Linked DNA regions of Mus musculus: regions 2, 3 and 4 are each linked to region 1. The links are chromatin contacts, called in public HiChIP or PLAC-seq and promoter capture Hi-C maps. All regions are on one chromosome and are shown on one strand. Each heading gives the region's core, a stretch centred on a gene start, on an enhancer-like site or on the middle of the called end of the contact. The rest is flanking DNA. Distances are from core to core; before and after follow the strand shown.

Region 1 (4,008 bases), core at 33-2,532:
GCAGTTGCCCCACTAGTCCCCTTCTTCTGGTCCTGGACTGATCTGGGCAGGGCAGACCAATTGGGTGGCAAAGCCCTGGCTTCGGGATCTTCAGGGGTCTCCCCCTCCTCCTTCTCCCTTGGAGGCTTGGGGTGTCCATTAGCCTCTCCGACAGAAGATAGAGGAGAGACCAGGGTGGGCACTTTAGCCGAGGCTGGAACTCCCCCGGCGGCCGGATGGGGCTTCTTGGACTCACCCTCCCCAGAGCCCCTCTTAGCTCCGAGACCTCTGCAGTGGCTGCGTTTGGCAATTACATAGATTCGCAGGTAGACGAGAATCATGATGAGGCAGGGAGCAAAAAAAGATCCGATGCTGGAAGCCAAGATGTACCAGGCTTCTTGGTTGAGCTCACACTGGGGGAGCCCGTGGGGCTCTGGGCGCTGGTCGCCCTTGTAGATGAGGGGCGGTAGAGAAATGACGGCTGCAATGAGCCACACGGTGAGGATGATGCATTTGATGCGGCGTGGAGTGCGCTTGGAGTTGTACTCCAATGCTCGGCTCACTGCCCAGTATCTGTCCAGACTGATGGCACACAGGTGCACGATGGAGGAGGTACAGAAGAGCACGTCTAGCGCCAGGTAGACCTCGCACCACGCACGCCAGAAGTACCAATAGCCCAGCAGCTCGTTGGCCAGAGAGAAAGGGATGATAAGAGTAGCCACTAGGATGTCGGCTGCTGCCAGTGACACCAGGAAGAGGTTTTGTGGTGCACGGAGAGAGCGGCTGGTCAACACAGCCAGAATTACCAGCGCATTGCCGAAAATGGTGAAGAGGATGAGAAAGGTGATGGCCGACGCGATGGCGGCGGTGGCCTGCACCGAGTAGGGCTCCTGGTGGACCATGGCGGGGCCGGACATGTCCAGAGAGAAAGATGCTGGCCAAACTCACAGTACGCAGGAGAAAGCGCCACCCTAGCTCCGCTACTGTTGGGGGCCGTCCCCCCAGGCGGTGCAGATGGCTCTGGAGCACCGTAGCCTGGCCGGAGGTCCGGGGACACCCAGGACCATCTATCGCTCTCTTACGTTCTCTGCCACTGGTGCCCGGCGTCCCTGCAGTCCGCCCCAGAGAAGTTTTCCAAGTTGTCTCACTGCCGTCCCGGGACCAGAGGAAAGTCGCGCCGTCGTGCGGCACAGCTGCAGGACTCACAGAACCGACTGGGGAAGCGCACCCTGCTCTCGGTAAAGGCGCTCTCTCCCGGAGCCGCGCCTGCAGTCAGCCCTCCGCGCAGGGGCGTGAGGAGGAGAGCCAGCACCGCGGGAGGAGGGAGGAGATTGGGGGCGGGAGCTGGAGGAGGGAAGGAGGCGGGGCGGGCGATCCGACCAGGGTGGGTGGAAGGTGCGCTTTGCGGGACATGGACCTGCGACGCACATCTTTTACTCGCCCCGGGCCCCAACATCTTTCTCCTTCCCGCCGCTGCGCGGCCGAGTCTAGAGAGCAGGGAGTCTGGGGTCGTCGGCGTTCTGGGAAGAGTATGTACCGAAGAGAATCGGTGCGTGCTGAGACCCGGAGCTGGTCTGTCCCAAGGGTCCACTTGCCTTCTGTCTGCGAGTCTAGGACAGAGCACCCAGATCGATAGACTGCTTTTGTCGCTTGCAGCAGCCCGACAGAAAAGCGTGTAGGAGAGTGTTGAGCTCTTAAGCATAATAAGCCACACCTCCATCCAGCATCCCAGCAACCGAGAACCTTAGGGGCCGGACCAAAGTGGGGAGAGAGTTCCAAATCCCCTTTCCTAACGCTTCCCCACCCAAACACCACTAGGTCTAGGTCAGACTTGCGAGGTGCAATGAGTGAGTCTCTGTGCTGCGAGCGCCCTCTGCTGCCATCTGAGTGCAAGAGGCTAGGGGCCGATGTCCTCGCAGGTCCCAGACACACACACACACACACACACACACACACACACACACACACACACACACACACACACACACACACACTAACTACTCCTTGGTGAGAAGCGACTAGTGGACTTCAACCACCCTATTGCTGCTTCCTTTTTCTCCATTAAAGGCAAAAAAAAAGTTAAAGTAGGAAGGGAAAACTGGAGAGATGGATCCGTGGTTAAGAGTGCCTCTTGTAGAGAACCTGTGTTCGGTTCCCAGCAGCCACAACAGGTAGCTCAAAACTGTAACTCCCGTTTCAGGGATGGTATGCCTCTGGCCTCCACCTACACTCCCCTGAACATAGCCACACAGAGACCCATACTTTAAAACAAATCTTAAAGAGGGAAACAGCTTGACTCAAAGCGCAGGTTTGGAGAGGAGCCTCTTGACCAACGGAAAAGGAGGTCCCTCCTCCAGAGCGGTGTGAGGAGATCTCTCCATAGCTCAGAAAAAGTCAATGTGGGTGGCTCAGGTGTAGAAAGGAGCCGGCCTTGGCCGCCCCAGATGTTCATGCAGCCTATCCAGTGGGAGAACAAGTTTGAGTGCTGAGCGCTTGCTCTTGCAGAGGACCCGATTTCAGTTTCAAACCCCTTTCCATCAGCTCACAACAGAATGTAATTCTAGTTCCAGGATATCTGATGACCTCACTTGACGCCACAGGCACCAAGCGCACAGGTGAAACATAAATACACGCAGAAAAAAACAATCATACACAAAAAAATAATAAATCTTTAAAAAAAAAAACTTTGAACTGGGCCCTGCTCCACCCCCAGCCTCAAGGAGGTTTCTCCACAGCTTGTGTGAAAAGAACCAGGCCTTGTATTTACAGCTCCTAATTCTGAAGGGCACTACATAAATATATATATATGAATCCCTAAAGATGGAGTCCACTCCCAAATCTCACCTCAAGTCAGTGAGTCTACTGGACTTGTCATGGCCACCACTGTGAGATCTCAAATGTGACCGTTGGGTCCCCACAGACCAGTCTTTCCTCAACTCAGTCTCCAGATCACCATGCCTAGCCACATGGGGACACTTTGAGCAATGCCTCCCCACCTCAGGCCGAGCTGCAGCTAGCTCTCTAGTTAGGTGGGACTGTCACAACCAGAGAGGGTGGTGCCATGTAGACCAGGCTTGAAAAGGACAGCCATTCACCTGCCCCTTTGAGGCTGTAGTCTTGAGACAGGTCTTACAGACCATCACGTTGGACAGGGCTTGAGTCCACAGCCACAGGTGATGAAGAAGTCCTCGTAGCCCCATTTACTGAGAAAGGGCTGAGGGTGGTCGTGGGAGCTTGAGAAGTAGCCACTGAGGCAAGTCCCTACTTGTCCCAAGCAACCTCCAGCCACACTCAAACTGAGAGAAGACTTCACAGATGATCAACGTCAGATGGGATATTTTATGGCCCATTCTCCTTAAAGGGCCAGGTCTCCAGGATCCTGCAGGAAGAGCAGCCAAGGTTGCCCCTAATCCCACCTTACTCCAAGCCCCACTGACGAACATTCACCTTGTTCTTCCCTGAAGGGGCAACTCTACATCTACCAAGTGTCAGGACTCACCAAGTCGGGTGTCAGCCCAAGATGACCACAACTTAAGAGAGGTGCTCTCCTATCCTGCAGCTAGGAGGGCAGCAGGAGCTGTCCCAGAACCCAGGAGTGTCCCAGTCTGTGTATCATTAGTCCTTCCCAGGGTTTGTTCAGCCAGACACTCTCAGTCTCAGTGGGCTCAGCTCACGCTCCAAACTCCATATGCCCTTTGACACTCGGGTGTGGTCCAAGGACTTGTTGAATTACATCCCCACCTCCATCAGGACACCTCCTCTTTATTGCTGAGAACTGCCATGGTTGTTGGTGGGTGAAGGATGGTAGACGCTTATCAGTGAATGGCAGACTCACTGTGCTCAGAGCCATTGTGCCCACACTGTCCCAGAGTGCCATCTCTGGAAAGACTGGGAATAGGGGCAAGGTGATTTTGCATATAGGTGACATCATCTTTTTCTAAAGAAGGGCAAGCTAGCATGGAATCTAAGGAGATGTGTGACATCTAAGAGCTGAGAGAGGGGCACTGAGTCTCCTGGTGGGAACCAAGC
Region 2 (4,129 bases), core at 1,583-4,082, 220 kb after region 1:
ATTTCTTTTTTTTAAAAGATTTATTTATTATATGTAAGTACACTGTAGCAGCCTTCAGACACTCCAGAAGAGGGAGTCAGATCTCGTTATGGATGGTTTTGAGCCACCATGTGGTTGCTGGGATTTGAACTCCAGACCTTTGGAAGAGCAGTCGGGTGCTCTTACCCACTGAGCCATCTCACCAGCCCCTCAAAATTTCTAGAGTCTGACACAAGGTGGTTTATTTCAGGCATATATAAGTACAGTACAATTTGAAAAACAAGTTTCTGGTATAACACACAGTCCCGTGTTCATAAGGAGGCATAATTACATTGAAACTCTTCTCAAAGTACATGTCGCTTCTTCCATGCAGATGGGTCCTAAAGATAGGCTGCATGTGTTATCTTAGGGACCCAAGGGGAGGATCTGGTGTGGTCTCAGCCATACAGATAGCACAGAGGTCATCGAGACTGTTAGTCACCTCCATTCCCAGCCTTCTGGGCAGAGACCAGTTGTACATTCATGGAGGAGACAGCCCCATACAGTGTTTAACATTCCTAGCTTCCCTAATGCTCTCTGTGAGCACAAGGACCTTTGTGCTCCTAACACCTGTCCAACCTTTGCAGGGTCTCATGTAGCCCGGACTGGCCTGGAGCTTATCCCCTGCCTCAGATCTCCCAAATTCTGGGATTATAGTCCTGTGCTATGATGTCTGGTTTACAGTGTTAGTTTTTAGGGGCCACAGCTGAATTTACTTCACAGAAAATCTACCATATTTCTTTGCTTAACATGGGTAAATAAATTCCCACGATGTTAGAGTTCACTTGTTAAAATGAGTCACCTGGAGGGTTTCCTATTTATCCCACTATTAAGTTAACAAAATACAGGTTGGAGCGGCCTGGAGGAACAGCTCAGCTGCTAAGAGTGCCTGTTGCTCTAGCAGTGGGCCTGAGTTTAGAGCCCAGCACCAGTTTCAGGGGATCTGGTGCCTCTTCTGATCTTCATGGGCACTAGGCACCATATGTAGTACACGTACATACATACAGGCAAACACCCATACACATAAAAAGTAAAAATAGAAATACAACTTGGAGCTGGGCATGGTGGTATACACCTATAATCCCAGCACTTGTGAGGCAGAGGTGGTAGATCTCTGTGTTTCAGACCAATCAGGGCTTCAGTGTAGTGAGACCCTATCTCCAAAACAAAACAAGTTGGGGAAAAAAAGTGGTGGTGGTGGTGGAAACAAAAGATGTTCACTGATAATGAGATAATGAGATAAATGAGATAAAGAGATATTTGTTAATTCAAGTGTGATCTTTAAGTGAGATAGCTTGGTGGAATTTTTTTTTTTTTAAAGACTGATTCACTTTAAAAAGTTGTGTATGTTTTGCCCACATGAACTCTGTACCTAAGTCCATAGAATAAAAGGAGGGTGTCAGGTTGTCGGATTCTCTGGAACTGGAATTACAGATAGTTGTGAACCACTTAGTAGCTGCTGGGAACCAAATGAGTGTCCTCTAGAAGAGTAAGTTCCCTTAACAGCTGAGCCATCTCTCTAGCCCCTTGTTGTTTTTTATCTATTTATTTAATGTGTATTGGTGTGTTTGCCTGCATATGTATGTTCACTGCATGCACAAGTCACAAACAGTTGTGAACTACCATGCAAGTGGCTGGGAATCAAACCTGAGTCCCCTCAGAAGAGTAGTCAGTGCTCTCAACCGTTAGGCCATCTCTCCAGCCTCTTGTTGGGGTTTCTTAACATGTAGTAAGCCTTGTCGTGCCTTCACACTTTATGAAGTTCTCTTTGCTATGGACGTAGGATCAGCAGAGCTGCCTGAAGGCTTAGGAATTTTTGTTTTTTGTTTTTGTTTTAGAGGACCAGGTTTCTCTGTGTAGCTCTGGCTGTCCTGGTACTCTCTCTTTAGACCATGTTGGTTTTGAACTCAGAGAGGTGCCTGCCTCTACAGCCTGAGTGATGGCATTAAACATATGTGCTACCACTGCCTGGCTAGGTTTAGGGTTCTTACCTCTATGTGACTAGTAAGTGACAAACAATGCTCCAAGGCAGGTCTTTGAGTGACAGATGTCCTTTCCTAAGAGTCACTTTGATTAGGGAAAGATACCTGATTTGGGGAAGTGACGTCTATAGTGGGGTATGCATATACCTGTGCATGTGTGTGTAGTATTGCATGTGTATGCTCGGACCTGCCTCCTGTGCACCTGGGTGCAAAATCATCGTCTTTAGAGATCTCTACTTTGAGACAAGGTCTCTTAATAAAACCTTATACCAGTCACTTAAGCTCAGTGGCTCTGTCTAGCTCCATTTTTTAAACTTTGGATTAGAGGTGGATGTCTGGGGACCCAAACTCACATTATCGTGCTTGGGCAACAGGCTCTGTACCCAAATGAGTCATCTTCCCATCGAGTGAGGCTTATTAGTGGTGCCTAAAAACATCTCATTTCCTTTTTCACCTTGCATAGAGCCAGAGGGAAGTGAGAATGGCTTTTCCCAGTCCTTAATTTCTTTCTCACCTTCCCACCCAAATTCTCAATAAGCACACATTGCCCTGGTAAAAGAAACTTGGTGGGAGTGGCAGCAGGCACTTCAGCCTTGTGCCACGGAATGAAGCAGAATAGCTGTGAGCGCGTGGCCACAGATGCTCTGCTGTCCCTTCAAACCCTAGGGGGGACGACTAGAAACAAAAAGGTGTGAGGCCTTAGGGAGGGAGGGCCCCATAGGGAGGAAGGGCCCCATAGGGAGGGAGGGCCCCAGCTCTGGAAGAGTCCCTGCCTTGGGCCCCGCCTCTTGGCTTCGAGCAAGGGGTGGGGTTTGTCGGGGCGGAACCCCTGAGGCGGGAACCGCTGTGGATTGCTGGAGTCCGCCGGGACCAGCACCGCGTGGTAGTCGCTGCAGTCCGCTGCCCGCAGACTTTGGACCTCGGAGACATGGTCTGTACCCAGAAAGAGCTCGTCAGGTGGACTCTCTCAGTTTGTGTGGAGTATGAACTGGGAGCATCGCGTACGCCCGGAAGAAGGCGAGGGCGGCCAGGTCGCGCTGTCTCTTTAAGAACGCTCTCCTGCTAACTGAGACCGTGAGTAACTGAGCCCCTAGTTCCAGGAGAAACCCTTAAATTTGGGTATTTTATTGGGTCAGGAGAGATGGGTGAGTTTGGGGGAAGTTACTAAGGGTAGAGGGGGGCCTTCACTTTGAAGCAGGGCCGGTGGCTCGGGTATTTTGAACATGGAGGGGGCAGTTGGGCTTAATTCCAAAGCGAGGAGTGCCCCTCACCTGAACTCGATGGCCATGGTGCACTGCCTTTCATGACTCAAGAAGCCCCATAGCTGGTGAATTACTGGGGTGAAGGCCGGAAGCTTCAGGTTTCAGTGGTTGGGCAATGGGGCCAGGGAATCTCTGCTACTGTCTGTCAGTTGGGTCTTGGCCCCTGAATTCTGCAGGCACTTTCCTGGACTGAGAAGTGCAGCTGGACTGATGGCCATATGCTAGCCTGCCTCAGAACCTCATCACTGTAATACTAAGGAGTTGGCAGCACAGTGCCAAGTCTGGCACCTGCAGGGCAGAGTGGTGAGGTTAAGTGGTCTAATGACACAAGGTAGGGTTGTGAAGTCACAGAGGAAGTGGGATGCTGCAGCTAGGGACTGAAGCTGGCTACCCAAGGATGGGGAAGACATTGCCCGAACAAGATTCTGTGTTTTCTGCCTGTGGAAGGGAGCCTCTGGGACTGGCAGGGCATATCTGGGGCCCGAGGTGGACCGATGAGTCGGGTGAGGCCACCCCACTGTAAGGGTCCCCCTTCCCATCTTATACTGGAATAAAAACAGTCTCATGTCCCCTAAACACCACCCACGGTATGTGGAAGGAAAGAGGTTGACTCAGGGTACATCCTATGGTCTCCACTTCCTTTCCCCAAGGCGGACCGTTCTTGCTAACTCCCACCCTAGCTCTATGCACTTTCTGTTCCTCCTGAGTAGTTGGCATCCAGGATTTGAGGTACCAGGGCTCTGGGGACTCTGTGCTGGAGAACAGATGTGCCCCGGAAATCACCACTGATCCCCACCCTCCTACTCCTCCAGATGCAGAGGCCTCCATGGCTGTGATAAGCCTCATGTTCTTGGCAGTGATGTATGT
Region 3 (4,236 bases), core at 1,566-4,065, 220 kb before region 1:
CCAGCCCTCACTCAGCGTGGCGTTCTAGCACCGACTCTGACAGCAGAGCTGAGAAAACTCATGTATGGAGACAGCGGGGCAGTAAAATCCAGATGGAGGAAGTGCAGGTCTGCCTCTGATCATCAAAAACTAAACCAGACAGAGGCCAAAGGTCTATAAAACTCGTAAACAATCACAACCTTGGACTTGGCAGTGGTTTCTTAGATACAACACCAAAAGCACATGCTACCAAAAGGGAGAGGGGGAAAACAGATGAATGAGACCATCAAAATTTCAAACCAATGTGTTCAATGCTAGAAACAGCTTGGCGGCACAGCTCTTGCCTGATGTGCACTAGGCCCTGGATGCTCAAAAACAAAAACCTGTGTTTCAAGGAACACTATTAATGTCAGGTATACTAGTATATCCCAGCATTTGAGAAGCTGAGGCAGAAGAATCACTGTGCGTTTGAGGCTAGACTACATTCATAGTGAGAACCTTGGCAGGGGAGGGGGTCTTAAAAGTTAACATGCAAAACTCTTTAAAAAAAAAAAGTTTATGCACAGTGCACATGCCTTTTATCCTAGCCTGGAAGCAGAGACAGGCTGACCTCTGTGAATTCGAAGCCAACCCGCTCTACATAGTGAGTTTCAAGATAGCCAAGACTACACAATGAGAGCCTGTCTCCAAAAATACTTTTTTTTCTTGCAGATTATATATCTGACAAGAGACTTATTTCTAGAAAATGCAACGAAGTCTTCCAAATCAAGAATAAAAAGTCAACCCAAGTGACAATGAACAGGAAGTAACCTGTTAGTACAGGCTCACAGACCCTGCTATGAGAGAGACTGGAACAGGAGGATGGGAAGTTCAAACCCAGCACCGGGCTAGAGAGTGATTGCAACAGCAGCCTGGGCAAGCTGTTGAGATATGTCTCAAAAAACAAAAATTTACTTCTTGTTTCTGTGATAACATATCCAGGCATAAGGAACTTAAGGGAGAAAGGGTTTATTGGGGCTCACAGTCCCAGAGAGATTCAGACCACCATGGAAGAGAAGTCATGGCAGCAAGCAGTGAAGACATGGCGGCAGAAAACCACATCCACACCCCGGAAGCAGGTGATCAGGCGTGGAAGGCAGGTGATGAAGCTCCCTAGCCCACCTCCACAGACTCACTACCTCCAGCATGGCTCCGGCTCCTAAGCATCCATAACCCATGGCTCTACCGACAGGATCCAAGCCTTCTAACACTCGAGCGTGCAGCTCAGTTGTAGAGCATGTGCCTAGCATGCACACGGTTAGATCAAGTGTTTCCCTCTAATCTAGGAAATTCATGGTCAAGAACCACACAATCAAGTTACAGGCGCACACAGACAAAAGATTTGAACAGATATTGCTTCAAGAACATACACACATGGCTATTAAGCGCATGGAAACGAGCCCATTAGAAATCAAAGCCACAAAATTAGTATATCGTCACAGCTTGGTTCTCTGAACAGGACAGACAATAACAAGTGCTGGCAAAGAGAAACTGAAGCCCCTACACAGTGCCGGTGGAGCTGTAAAATGGTACAGCTACTTGGTAGTTAGTTCCTTAGTTAAACACTGAGGTGTCACTTCAACCAGCAATTCCACCCAGGAAATACCCACAAGAGGACGGACATGTGCACAGACAGAAGCACAGCATCCAAATGTTTTAACATCAGTCCTAACAGCCAAAAGATGGAAACGGCTCAAACGTTCATCCGCCAATGAGTGGATAAACAAAATGTGGTGTAATGGACACAAGAGTATTATTGGCTCACAAGCAACATGGGACTGGTATGTCACAGCAGGGACAAATCCTGACAACACAGCATTATTGGCAGATGCCAATCGTAGAAACCAGATGCCCAGAACAGACAAGCTATGGACAGATGGGAAATAGATCAGTAGTCTCCCAGTGTTGACGGCTAGTGAGAGATGGCGAGGGGTGGGGGCAACAGTTAAAAGGTACAGTTGTTTTTTCTTTTGGAGTGATGAAAATGTTCTCAAACTGACTGTGATGATAAATGCACCGTCTACAAAAACACTAAAACAAAACCTTTGAAGTGTACACTTTAGATAGATCACCTGCGAGCGCTAGTGAATGTTACAACTTACTATGGACAGAGGCCTTAATGAGATGGTTTCAACGCCGGCAAAACAAACGAAGGCTCAAGTCACATACCCTATCAAGTGATTTCAGGTTAAATATTGCAACAAAATGAACTTTCTGGACCAGGACCTTGAGCACAATGTCCAGCGCGAAGCTATTCCTACAAGCCAACGCCATGCTAGAGATCGGCACACAACTGAAAAGGGCGGCAGGAAGACGGTGACAGCAAAAGTATATTCTGGCAAACGGATCGGCCCAGACGCTAAAATGACAGCTAGTTAATCTAACAGACTCAGTAAGAGTCTGTTAGACTTTTTGCTGGCGGCACTCTGACTCGAGACAGGGATTGACATCACCCTATGAACCACAGACTATGCTTGCTACATTCGCTCCTCCTCACAGAGTGGGCCTGAACGGTCTCCCTGGCCGAAAGCACACTGCCCAGTTCACTCCTTATACTCTCAAACGGCGCGACCAGAGAGGGACAGAAGGCGCGCAAGGTCACACAGCCGGCCGGACCCGAATGGGAGACTGAGATCAAGGACTCGGCGACTTCTCGCGTTCCTGGAGCCTAGACTCGACAGACCCGAGGGAAAGACCCCTGCTCGCGCGCGCTTTCGGTCCGGGTCCCAGGGCTCACCTGCCTGCAAGCTACACAATGCAGGGAGACAGCCTGCAGCGCGTACGGCCGCCGCCATGCTGGAGCCGGAGCAGCGACTCCGCCTGTCTCTGGAACCGCCTTCCTCACCGCCTGCAGCAACGAGCTGCGACCGCGCCTTGTCACAAGTTCGTCGTCAGCGCAGAGAGGTGTGCTGAGGCTCGAGGGCCACCATTCAGCGCACACGGAAAACTGCCCTCGTGGACCACAGAGGAAACTGAGTCAGGCTCAGCCTCGGACAGCTGCTCAGGGGTCCTCGCGCTAGGACCCCGGGCAGGGGCGGGGCGAGGGCGGGGCTAGCTCTGGGCTCTTTTCTCTGATAGTAGCCTAATGGATCACATCTCACCAGTAGCAGGCTTGACCTGGCAAAGTCAGTTCTGCGGAACCGGGAAAGAGTCTGGGAACATCGGGAAGGAGCCCGGGGGTGAATGAGACAAAGTGTGGGAAGTCCGTAAAGGCCCAAAGTTTATTAAACATATGTTGCCTTTGTTGTGTATTCATGGTACAGGTTGTTCACACACAGTCATGTTCCAGCCCGAGGCCACGGGTTTTACCCCACCTGCTCATGGCTTTACACTATCCATGCTTGCCCAAATGAGTCACATATGATGGTTCTGGACTCCTCCCCTGAAACTTTAAGCCTGCAATAAACTGTTTCTGTGTTGCCCTGGTCATGGTGTTTTGTCACGGCAATAGAAAGTAACACAGGGGCTTTCTTCATTAGCTTCTTGGGATTATCATTTAAGGCTTCTACCTTTCCTGAGGGCAGTGGTTGTTGGGCAAGCCACATTTGCTACCTAATGTCTTGGTCATGATTCGAAACACCTGCAGTCTCTGAGCAAGTTCAGAATTGCTTGTGAGAGTGCCTTGGCTACTTTGTAAGTCTTTGCAGCACAGGCTGGGGAGGCTTTAGTTCATTCAGTAAGGATATCCATGAAGACCTATAGGCAGCTGAAGACGTGGCAAGACTTGGTAAACTATGTCCTCCAAATCTGTCACAGGTTCGTGACCATGTCTGAGCACATACCATGCAGCCCCCAAGAAACTCAGGAGCAGACTGGAAGAATCATTTTCCTGAGAAGAGGTGATTGTATGTTTCTCCTGACCTTGTCCAACCAAAGTATCACAGGGCTCTTTTACAAGCTCTCTGGGAACATAGTTGAGGATTTCTGTATGCAGCCATCCTTCAGAATTGCAGAAGAACCCTTTCACAGCTGCCCTTTTCACTGCCTTAGGGGCAGACCGAGGCTTACAAGAGATCCATGAGACTGACAGAGGCGAAAGGGATCAACAAAAATTAGACAGCAGTGCTGAGACCTTGGCAGCCTAGTGATATGATTTATTCCCTCTACTGACAAGCCACCCATTTAGTGCCCCCTGTAGCCGACATAGCAACACTGGAGAGTTTCTGGATGCCATGCACGAGAGACAAAACCTGTGGTCAATATTTGATGGGACTGCTC
Region 4 (4,425 bases), core at 1,686-4,185, 200 kb after region 1:
ACCTCATAGTAATGCCACTCCTTATGGACTAAGCATTAAATCATATGAGTCTATAGTGGTCATTCCTATTCATTGTACCACAGTAACTGTGAAAGTAAAAATAGGAGCTTAGAACCCTCCCAAGGATGCTCTTCAAGGGCAGGGGAAGAAGATCTAGTAGACATGTCAGGTTAGTTTCATTCTTATTTGTAGATGGGTAGCTCTCAGTAAAAGCTCCTTCTCTGTGTCTGTTTATTCTTTGGTGTCTCTTCATTTCTGGCCTTAAGAATGAAGTGTCCTAAGTTTTCTGGACACAGTCCTGGATTGAATATAAACTGTGAAATAAAGGATGCACTGTACAGAAAATTATCACAGTAGTTTATTTTTCTACAACTTGATCTCTTTACAGCACTGGGGTTACTGACTGAGTTTTCCGGGTTTTCTGCATCTACTTGCAGATTCACCTGAACTGATTATTGTATTAGTCACACCAAGTCTAACCGGAGATCATCCAGACTGTGTGCAGCAAGATTATCTCCAATTGGATCCTAAACTTTATTATTGAATGTATGTGCAGAACCTCTTGAAGATACCAGATAACATGGAGCAGTGTGGTAATCATGCGGACGACAGTGATAATCAGTGGAGAATAATGAGAGTTAAAGGGACATTCCCAGACACCAAATCCTCAGCACAAAGCAACCTCCTCAATCCTGTAACCCTTACAATCTATAAGGTTTTTCTTTGCTAACCCTTGGGAGTAGGAGGACTTTGTAGCTGTAGCAACTAGGATTGTGCTCCATGACTTTGAACTTTTATTGGTACTTAGTTTCTTTAGTGATCTCTATCTGTTGCAAAGAGAACTTTCCCTGGTGAGGGGATGACTCCACTTATCTGTGAGTAAAAGGACAAATGTTCATAGATTGTTGCTACAGGTTATGCTGAGTTAGTAAATTAAGGGGTTAGATTCTCCCTCGTTAACCAATTCAACTAACATTGAGTAGTTTACTGGGTTTCCAATACTAGGAAAGGTCTTCCTCCTGTTGAGGGGGGTCTTAATTCCAATTAGAGAGTTGTGAATTACAGCCAATGTATGCGCACTACTACTTCACTGTGATGATTACAATGCTATGTTGGTGGCTGTCATGTTTCATAGATGTCACAAAAGGGTAGGGACTGTTGTTTTTCTCCCTACTTTGGAAGTTTGCATGCAAATTCTGATACCCTGGAAGCTAGAACTCAGACACTATTTGCCCAAGAATTAAGGCCAAAGTTGACAACGAGGAAGTCATGAAACTAAGAAGCTTCTGCAGAGCTGAAGAAATGATCAACAGAGTGAATAGGAAGTCCACTAAATGGAAGGGAAGCACTCCTAGCTATGCATCTAACACACACACACACACACACACACACACACACACACACACACATATATATATCAACAAGCCAAAGTGGAAATAAATAAATAAATAAATAAATAAATAAATAAATAAATAAATAAAGGACCCGTTCAAAATGGGCCTTGGAATAGAGCGTTCTCAAAAAAAAAAAAAAAAAAAAAAAAAAAACACTTTATAAGGAATTGTCTGGAATGAACTACAGTCTAGAAATGGAGGGCACACCTCTGACCCAGAGGCAGGATGCAACAAGTTCAAGGGGCAACACACATCCTTAATCCGAATCCTTAGACACAGTCTTAGTCTGAGCTCCATCTCCTGCTGGGGCCTCCGTGAGAGTAGCAGAAGAAGGGAGATGTGTTCATTCTTCCTCTGCTTGCACGTACTTGACAGCACATCTGCTGGAGCCCACTTTTTCAGGATTGCACTTTATACAGAAGACCAGCTGAAACATCCAGCCTTGTGGGACTGAGCAACGACTAGAGTTTTAGGCTTTCCATTCATAGCTGGTCATTGTTGTGTTAGTCAGACTGCAACATAGAAGTCTCTCTCTCTCTTTCTCTCTCTCTCTCACACACACACACACACACACACACACACACACACACTAATACAGATCTGCTCTCTGCTCCCTCTTTGTGGGGAATTTAGTCTTTGCTTAAATCTCCACACTATCATATAACACACAACTAGCAGCTTTTTCTTCTCTTTTATTTTTCTTAGAAAGAACTCAAGATGTTTGCTCATCTATGTGCTTTCTGATTCTCTTATATATATATATATTTTATTATTATGTATTTTCCTCAATTACATTTCCAATGCTATCCCAAAAGTCCCCCACTTCCCTACCCACCCATTCCCATTTTTTTGGCCCTGGCATTCCCCTGTACTGGGGCATATGAAGTTTGTGTGTCCAATGGGCCTCTCTTTCCAGTGATGGCCGACTAGGCCATCTTTTGATACATATGCAGCTAGAGTCAAGAACTCCGGGGTACTGGTTAGTTCATAATGTTGTTGCACCTACAGGGTTGCAGATCTCTTTAGCTCCTTGGATACGTTCTCTAGCTCCTCCATTGGGGGGCCCTATGTTCCGTCCAATAGCTGACTGTGAGCATCCACTTATGTGTTTGCTAGGCCCCGGCCTAGTCTCACAAGAGACAGCTATATCAGGGTCCTTTCAGCCAACACTTGCTAGTGTATGCAATGGTGTCATCGTTTGGAGGCTAATTATGGGATGGATCCCTGGATATGGCAGTCTCTAGATGGTCCATCTTTTTGTCTCAGCTCCAAACTTTGTCTCTGTAACTCCTTCCATGGGTGATTGTTTCCAACTCTAAGAAGGGGCAAAGTGTCCACACTTTGGTCTTCGTTCTTCTTGAGTTTCATGTGTTTTGCAAATTGTATCTTATATCTCGGGTATCCTAAGTTTCTGGGCTAATATCCACTTATCAGTGAGTACATATCATTTGAGTTATTTTGTGATTGTGTTACCTCACTCTGATTCTCTTTAAGATCTGAGCTGCCTGCTGTAAATTTCATTTAAAAGTGGCAACAGAGCAATTTTCAGGACAAGCCTGACATCTAGTGGTTGATGTTGTTAAGTTAAAATACAGATCTTTCACCACAGATAGGAAGAAACAGGTTATTTGAAGCTAAAAGTGAGTGACCATGCCAGTGAATGTAGATTCAGCCTTCTCCAAAAAGCTAAGGTTCCCCCATTAGTATATAACATTCATGGTCACAGAAAAAAATATTTCAGAGTCAATGCAAGCATCAGATATAGTAGAGAGACTCTACTATAGATTTTATTTGCTGTCTTACAGCCAGCAGGGCTTAGGGTTAGAGGGAGTTTGTGGCTTCCTCCAAACACTGTAAATGTTTGGCCTGAAGGCCACAAGGATGCATGGGTACATAAAGACTAGACTAATAGATGGAAATGACTCATGATGACCAAAGACAGTATTTGCTTCAACAATAAAACTCCACTTCTCAGAATCATCAAGTTCCAATCAGTCACTCAGTACTTAAAACCTTCAAAACAGATTTGACATTTCCAGAAAACCTAGTTTCACAACTGAAAAGGAAGCCATATTCAAAACCCAGAGCCACAGCAGGCATTCAAATAGAGACAGCACGATAAGAAAGGAGTTAACATTCATGCAAGAGAACACAGTGACCTCAGCATATCCCAGGGGATTCTGTCTTTCGACATTTTTGTCACTTCCTCTTCATCACAATGCAGAATATCTGACCCTGCTTATGTTTTGTCATTTAAAAGGCCTCAAAAAGTTACATATTATTCTCGAATCTTTTTACTAAAAGTAAATGCAGTGTGTACGTGTAGAAAATCTGGGCTTGGCCAGGAGATCATCACAAATGAAAGCTGTCTCAACTGAAGCCGTCCTATGAAAATGGGAGGAGCAATTATATCCCTAATGCTTCCAAACGCCCCTGCTAAAGACTGTCACTTCCAGCTTTCCCTAATGAGTACAAGGCCTGCTTAGAGTTTTCAGTCCTTTCTCATTCTATTTCTTTGCAGTAAGTACCAGCCCCTGCTCTGTGAAGTATTCCTATATCCCTGAACACTCTGGAATTCCTGTCACATGCTCTGAAGCCTCTAGACCTGGTCCTACCACATGGCTTACTTGCTGGACTCCACAGCAGAAGACTTTCTCCCAGCCTCTTCAAGCTCTTGCTGGAAACTGTTTTTCTGTCTGTCCCTCACACTTGAAGAAAGTTATGCCAGAGCTTCTTTTAATTCTGTTCCTAAATTCTTTTTGGCAGGAATTTAAAACCCCAAGAAGAGGAGCCCTAACACTCCTAGCAATGCCCTCATAGCGTGAGCCTAAATAAAGCTCTTCCTCCCTCAAAGCGCCTCTTGTCAGGGCATTTGTCTCAGAGAAATGGACAGTAACAGATAAAGAGAATCCCAATGGGACTAAGAAGTGGGAAAAAGCCACTTTGGGTTGTGCCAGCTCTGAGAAGTCACTAATACTCTGATCTCACAGGCAGCCATTGTGCGGAATGACAGACAGTATAATGAACTCTC

What was found. Promoter capture Hi-C pulls out the DNA fragments that hold promoters and counts their contacts. HiChIP or PLAC-seq counts read pairs in DNA pulled down with a chosen protein or histone mark. Capture Hi-C pulls out chosen DNA fragments and counts their contacts.
Region 2: a contact with region 1 is called in a promoter capture Hi-C map of liver. The contact joins the promoter of Itpripl1 here to the promoter of Adra2b in region 1. A contact is called at or near these places in 6 of 39 promoter capture datasets (the 3T3-L1 cell line, the HPC-7 cell line, hippocampal neurons and 3 more), 10 of 484 Hi-C or Micro-C datasets (CD8 T cells, embryonic stem cells, group 2 innate lymphoid cells and 4 more), 5 of 115 datasets of contacts at active chromatin or transcription factors (the 230-238 cell line, the HPC-7 cell line, embryonic stem cells and 2 more) and 3 of 9 other capture datasets (adipose tissue, liver and pancreatic islet).
Region 3: an H3K4me3 HiChIP or PLAC-seq map of embryonic stem cells shows a contact between it and region 1, with 18 read pairs. The contact joins the promoter of Mrps5 here to the promoter of Adra2b in region 1. A contact is called at or near these places in 8 of 39 promoter capture datasets (the 3T3-L1 cell line, cranial neural crest, embryonic stem cells and 5 more), 1 of 15 datasets of contacts at CTCF or cohesin (large pre-B cells), 1 of 484 Hi-C or Micro-C datasets (embryonic stem cells), 12 of 115 datasets of contacts at active chromatin or transcription factors (the 230-238 cell line, bone marrow-derived macrophages, embryonic forebrain and 4 more) and 3 of 9 other capture datasets (liver, macrophages and pancreatic islet).
Region 4: a contact with region 1 is called in a promoter capture Hi-C map of pre-B cells, with 3 times the contacts expected there. The contact joins the enhancer-like site here to the promoter of Adra2b in region 1. A contact is called at or near these places in 1 of 39 promoter capture datasets (pre-B cells), 18 of 484 Hi-C or Micro-C datasets (B cells, the BV-2 cell line, CD4 T cells and 10 more) and 3 of 9 other capture datasets (adipose tissue, liver and pancreatic islet).

Annotation. Positions count from the first base shown.
Region 1 is chr2:127,360,453-127,364,460 of GRCm38.p6, reverse strand. Adra2b (adrenergic receptor, alpha 2b) reads right to left here and starts at 1,282. Exons shown (of 1, transcript NM_009633.4): 1 at 1-1,282. The coding sequence starts at 881.
Region 2 is chr2:127,142,160-127,146,288 of GRCm38.p6, reverse strand. Itpripl1 (inositol 1,4,5-triphosphate receptor interacting protein-like 1) reads left to right here and starts at 2,832. Exons shown (of 2, transcript NM_001163527.1): 1 at 2,832-3,074; 2 at 4,075-4,129. The coding sequence starts at 4,089.
Region 3 is chr2:127,586,005-127,590,240 of GRCm38.p6, reverse strand. Mrps5 (mitochondrial ribosomal protein S5) reads right to left here and starts at 2,815. Exons shown (of 12, transcript NM_029963.2): 1 at 2,756-2,815. The coding sequence starts at 2,813. It also overlaps a transcript of Zfp661 not described here.
Region 4 is chr2:127,164,996-127,169,420 of GRCm38.p6, reverse strand. No RefSeq gene overlaps it. Among named protein-coding and RNA genes, the nearest start is that of Itpripl1, 24 kb to the right of the region's middle. Within about 2 kb of position 2,935, at least 16 of the 459 cell types and tissues checked have an H3K27ac peak or open chromatin away from gene starts, as enhancers often do. A contact at or near this core is called in pre-B cells, where this site is marked.